Linked DNA regions of Sus scrofa: region 2 is linked to region 1. The links are chromatin contacts, called in public HiChIP or PLAC-seq maps. All regions are on one chromosome and are shown on one strand. The core of a region is the stretch at or near the end of the contact, and the rest is flanking DNA. Distances in the headings are between cores, read along the strand shown. Region 1 overlaps ATP6V1H (ATPase H+ transporting V1 subunit H). Region 2 has its middle 26 kb from the start of NPBWR1.

Region 1 (2,652 bases), core at 81-2,580:
GCAATAAATTTGGACATGTAGAGGTTGGCGTGATTGGTGCCAGTTGAGAGAGGTAGGGGTAAAAGCTCAAAGTGTAGGTGAAGGAGTTCCCATCGTGGCACAGTGGAAACGAATCAGACTAGGAACCATGAGGCTGCAGGTTCAATCCCTGGCCTCATTCAGTGGGTTAAGGATCCAGTGTTGCCATGAGCTGTGGTGTGGGTCTCAGACACGTCTCAGATCCCGCATTACTGTGGCTGTGGTGTAGGCCGGCGGCTACAGCTCCTATTGGACCCGTAGCCTGGGAATCTCCCTGTGCCGCGGGTGTGGCCCTGAAAAGACAAAAAAGACCAAAAAGAAAAAAAAATGTAGGTGAGGTCTGCCTGGCTTCCTTTGCTGAAATATTTCTGGGAAACTGGAAAGCATCTTTAGGGGATGGTGTCTCCTACCTGCCTGTAACACACCTAAACAGAGCTCCATCAAAGCCTTTCAGTGTCTGCCTTCATCACTGGTGCTTCTGTAACCTGCAGGGAACATCCCTGTGTGTGTTGAGTCCATTTCAGAATAGATAATGGGGCTTTTTGTGGGGCATGGAGTGAAGGATTTGCCAAGTGGTGTGTTAGGCCAGAAGATGGCCATCAGCCTTCTGAAATGGGACAGAATGAGGTGTAGAAGCAGGTGATCTTGGGGTCAGGGTGGGGAAGGAGGTGGTAGGCAGGGAGTTTAGACATTCAGCTATAAGCAGGTGTTTAATTGGGAATCTTTATATGACTTTTTATTTCTACCAGTTTGAATTTTGAAAAATCATTTATTCGAAAAGTTGTAGGCTTGTTTGTAAATTTTTAAAAAGGTATTTTCAGCAACATATGTCTTGTACATGTAAGCAGTTGTTAAGGTGCTTGTAAGTTATTAAAGCTCAGTCATGAGGTACAGGCTTTGGTGATGTGACATTTGTCGTTGGCTCTTTTCCGTCCAGTGTGTGGGAAAAGCAGAACTGATCTGTTGACTTGGCAGGGGTTCATGAAGGGGTTTGTCTGGTAGACACAGACCCCTGCACCTCAACCGGAATTAGCATCGGGGTAGTTTGGCGTTTGGCCTTTGAAGGGCTTTTTAGTGCTCCTCAAACCTGAACATAGTCTGTCTCTTCCGGAAGATGCCTGCATTTCTGGAAGGCTACAACTCGGAAGCAGACTTTAACATGTTGAGAGTGGGCATCAGCCCTTCCTTTGACGCCACATTTCAGCAGGGCTCTGAATCGGTACCGGGTGGTTTTGGAGCCCTCGCCATGTGTGGGCCCTGTTTGCTCACTTTGTCACCTCTCCTCGAGTAACCACACTCCGTCTTTGATGTAGGTCTTTGCAGAAGCCATGCTTCAGGGCTGAGCAGAGGCCACAGGAGGGGCACACAGGCTCGTGAGCAGCCAAACCTGCCCCACCCCAGGTGCACACCGAGGCACGTGGCTGGGACCGGGACCCTCAGGGGTCCTCCATTTTGCTTAGGCTCCCCAGACTGTTAAAATGTACCAGCATCGGGTCTTCAGATCCCTTCGGGTCTTCAGAGCAGACAAGCAGTTGGTAAACTGCATTCCATGTTGTCGCCACTTGGGGTCACTGTAAAACAGATGAAACAAGTTGGAGGCTGCAGAATGAGAAATCAGCCTTCATGCCACAGTCTTGACTTTTCAGATGGCATGACTGCTTCGGGATCCGTTATGAGTGGGTCATTTCAGTTGTTCTGCTTTAGAGGATTGTATGTAAATTAAATTTTCTTGAAACGCATTGTGTTGTTTTTACCCAGATGTAAAAATAACGAACATCAGAGTACATGTACTAACCCTCTCGCACCTCAGACTGCTCAGTTCTCTGTTGGCTCTTGCGTGGGAATTATCAGTCCTGTTCTTTCGTGGAAGCCGCGCAGCCTTACAAGTTGATTGTTGTGTTGCTGCCCTGACCTCAGCAGGCATACTGTGCTCCCAAACTTTGGAGGATGTGGGAGAATCTGGGCATTCTCTTCCCTCGGTCCAGCTTCACTCATGCACATGCACAGTGGCCCTGGTGGCAGGAACCGAGGCCTGCCTTGTTGAAGCTTGTATGCAAGCATGAACACCAGTGGAATGAATATTGAGCATAGATTTGTGGAGCCTTTGAGGTACAGTGAGAGCCAAGGTTCCTTTCTGACAGTGCAGGTGGTCTAGGGTGGTGCTGTCCGGCTGCTTCCCAGCACTGCAAGGACAGATGGCTTCTGCGGCCTGGATTGGATAGCAGGTGCAATGGATTTGAAAGTAAGGTGGAGTGTCTTCTGCATTCCAGGCGGCGTAACCAGCCCAGTGAATGGTGTAGCATTAAGGAATACTTCTTTGAAGTGAAGAGCATCATGGACTTAAAACCTTTATATAGATTGAGTTGTTAAAAGTGCAGTAGACCTCTATAAGATTTATTAAAGGAAAACAAAGTTGCAAATCAAAGTTTTTCTTGTTTTGTTTTGTTTTTTAAAGACATACATAGAACATGTAGAAAATTTCAGCAAGGTAACGTAGGGATCTATTAATAGTGGGTAATCTAGGAGGGGTACTGGGGGTGGGAAGAGTGACCTGTTTTTGTGCCGTCTTACACTGATTGGCTATTTTATCATAAACATGTATGGAGCATCTCCTGTAGAACTCAGGTCAGTAAA
Region 2 (2,652 bases), core at 49-2,548, 340 kb after region 1:
CCAGGATCCCCATTCAGCACAGGGAAAAGAATTCTACTTCGGAAAAGCCAAGCTCGCTGCCATGTGGGCGGATGGAGGGGACAGGACAGGTCTTCAGCTGCTTTGTGCCCTGAAGAGCCAAAAGAATAGAAAGCAGGGCTGGTTGACTCCATGGGGTAGAGCAGTGGAGGGGAAGGCATGTGGTTTTAAGGAGAGGGGAGACCCCAGGAATGTTCTCTCCCTAGCTTGAGTATTGTGCACAGAGCACTGACTGCAGCGGTGGTGGCGGGACTTCAGTTCGGAGCATCTGTGTACTCCGGGTCAGGGGCACACTCAGGATGATGCTCATGCCTCAGAAGTCACCATGACCAGAGGCAATAGAAACTGTGCGGAAATACAAGCATGTGTATCACTTTCTCCATAACGGAGGACGTGATGGTATGTTTCCCCATGCTCAGAAAAAAAAAAAAGGGACAAAATAGCTTCTATGAAGCCACCAGCGAGAACAGACAAAGCATCACAGACTCAGCAAAAGGGGAAGAACGGCAACAACTCTTCTTCAACAACAACTTCAACAATGGTGATCCTCTTCTGCCTGTGGTGACCCCTTCTGCCTGCAGTCCCCTCCTGCAGCACTGGCCCACCCAGGGCAGGAGTGAAGAGAGAAGGCAGCTGGGTGATGGAACCTGGGCCCACAGAGAAGCAGAGGGACAAGGGCCCCCCTTAGCTGGAGCACTTCCTCCCCAAACTCAGGTCCTGGAACTAGAACCTGCTGTGCTCCTCAGTTGTACACACACACACACACACACACACACACACACACACACACACCAGACACTTCCCTGCAAATACAGGCACATTCCTTAACCACTTGCCAGATCTCCTTAGGTACGATGCATGTTGACTTTTTTTCCTGTTGCACAGTTATGTTTGCCTGTAGCCAAAAAGCTGGCATGACCGTGAGGTGGGCAGTCACTCCGAGCTGGATTCTGAGTTCACGGTTCATCATCTCATCTTCTTCCGTGTTTCCTAGTAGCTGTGCCTCGGTTCACACAAAGTACCCTTTATAAAGGGCTTAACTTCAACATAAATGCATTTTTTAGACGGTCATAGTCTCTGTGAACCCATCCCAGTGCATAATTTTTCACTGGCTGAGTAAGTTTTGACTAAAACAGAAGCAAAAACAAAGCACTTTTCTTTTTGACCACACCCAAGACATGCAGAAGTTTCCAAATCGGCACCACGGCAGTGACAATGCCAGATCCTTAACCCACTGAGTCACAAGGCATCTCCAAAACCAGAACACTTTCAACCACATCAGTAGAAACCCACAAGAATCACGTCTTCACTACAGCATGAGTCAAAAGCACACTGGAAGATGGGGAGCTGCTGCAAGAATAAGCGTGTGTTATGGGGCCAGATCATTTTAGTGCACCGGTCACCCAGATGCAGTTTCACACCAAATATACTTATCTATGCTTTCTAGCTAAATAAACTCGATATTTATCTAGGCATGTTTTAATGCAGACTTGTGTTAAAACAACACAAGTTCAGCTGAGTAAACAGAAGGTTCTAATTGGCTTTACTAAGTGATTCATGAGTCAGACACCATCCCATCCAGCAGGGCAGAGGCGCTCCAAGGAGCTATGCAAACTGAAGGCTTTTATAGGCAGGAGGATGGAAAAGGGGAATTGCTTCTGGCTACAGGTAACTTGCCCCTGGGGGACAAAGGGGAGCTACGTGGCAAGCACAGCCTGAATACTTTTAGGGAAAAAAATCACAACATAGATTAACTTACTGTAGCAGATATTCAAACATTTAATAATTATTCAGTAATCAGAACGCGTTGTCTTGAAATAACAATAAGAAAAGAAAAATGAGTCAAGAGGCAGAATTAGGCATCATATCATAAAATATAACAAAGTATCATTTCAAATTGTTAAAGATGGGATGTTTAAGGTATGGCTATGTAAACGTCTTGCACTAAGTACAGAACATAAATATCAGAGAAATTACAACCTAAACATTAAAGAACTAAACTAACATTTCAACTTCTGAAACTGCGACAGCGGCAAGAATAACTGAAAAGGACTGCCTGTGCCTATTTGTCACAGAAGAAATAGTTAAATAAAGCAGGTGTAACACTATGCCACAGCCTTCACCACCAGAGAGAGTAAGTGCATTTATTTATGCTGACATTTAAAGTTCCCGAGAAACTAAAAAGAATAAGGTAGACTTATTTATACTGACATTTTAAGTTTCCAAGACACACTGCTGCATGGAAAAAGCCAGTGGAAATGAGCAGACATGAACCTTCATCTCATTTATGGTCCCACAAGGAGATACTGGGATTGGGGATGTGAACAGGGAGTGATCAGGATGCTGGGCACAAGTATGAGCGCTGGGTACCCCTGGGAGGGGGCAGGGGGTGTAGCCATTGGATGGAAAAGTGGAGAAGACTTTCATCCTTCACTCCAAGTTCTTCTGTAGAGTTGAACACCCTGAGGTGTGATGAAAAGGAGAAATACATTTCATGAATTTCTACCAAAGAAACTGCAGGACAAAAGCCATCGTCTCTTAATAGAAATGGCATTCCTCAAACACATACAAACCTTTCAAAGGAAAACATCATCAGATTTGGTTACAGAAAAATGTAAAGTCTCTCTAGGTTAA

The links. HiChIP or PLAC-seq counts read pairs in DNA pulled down with a chosen protein or histone mark.
Region 2: a contact with region 1 is called in an H3K27ac HiChIP or PLAC-seq map of alveolar macrophages. The contact joins two enhancer-like sites. A contact is called at or near these places in 2 of 47 Hi-C or Micro-C datasets (both in embryonic fibroblasts) and 1 of 2 datasets of contacts at active chromatin or transcription factors (alveolar macrophages).

What each region holds. Positions count from the first base shown.
Region 1 is chr4:77,227,676-77,230,327 of Sscrofa11.1, forward strand. All of the region lies in intron 7 of ATP6V1H (ATPase H+ transporting V1 subunit H), which reads left to right. Among named protein-coding and RNA genes, the nearest start is that of ATP6V1H, 17 kb to the left of the region's middle. Within about 2 kb of position 1,331, at least 5 of the 83 cell types and tissues checked have an H3K27ac peak or open chromatin away from gene starts, as enhancers often do. A contact at or near this core is called in alveolar macrophages, where this site is marked.
Region 2 is chr4:77,565,508-77,568,159 of Sscrofa11.1, forward strand. No RefSeq gene overlaps it. Among named protein-coding and RNA genes, the nearest start is that of NPBWR1, 26 kb to the left of the region's middle. Within about 2 kb of position 1,299, at least 5 of the 83 cell types and tissues checked have an H3K27ac peak or open chromatin away from gene starts, as enhancers often do. A contact at or near this core is called in alveolar macrophages, where this site is marked.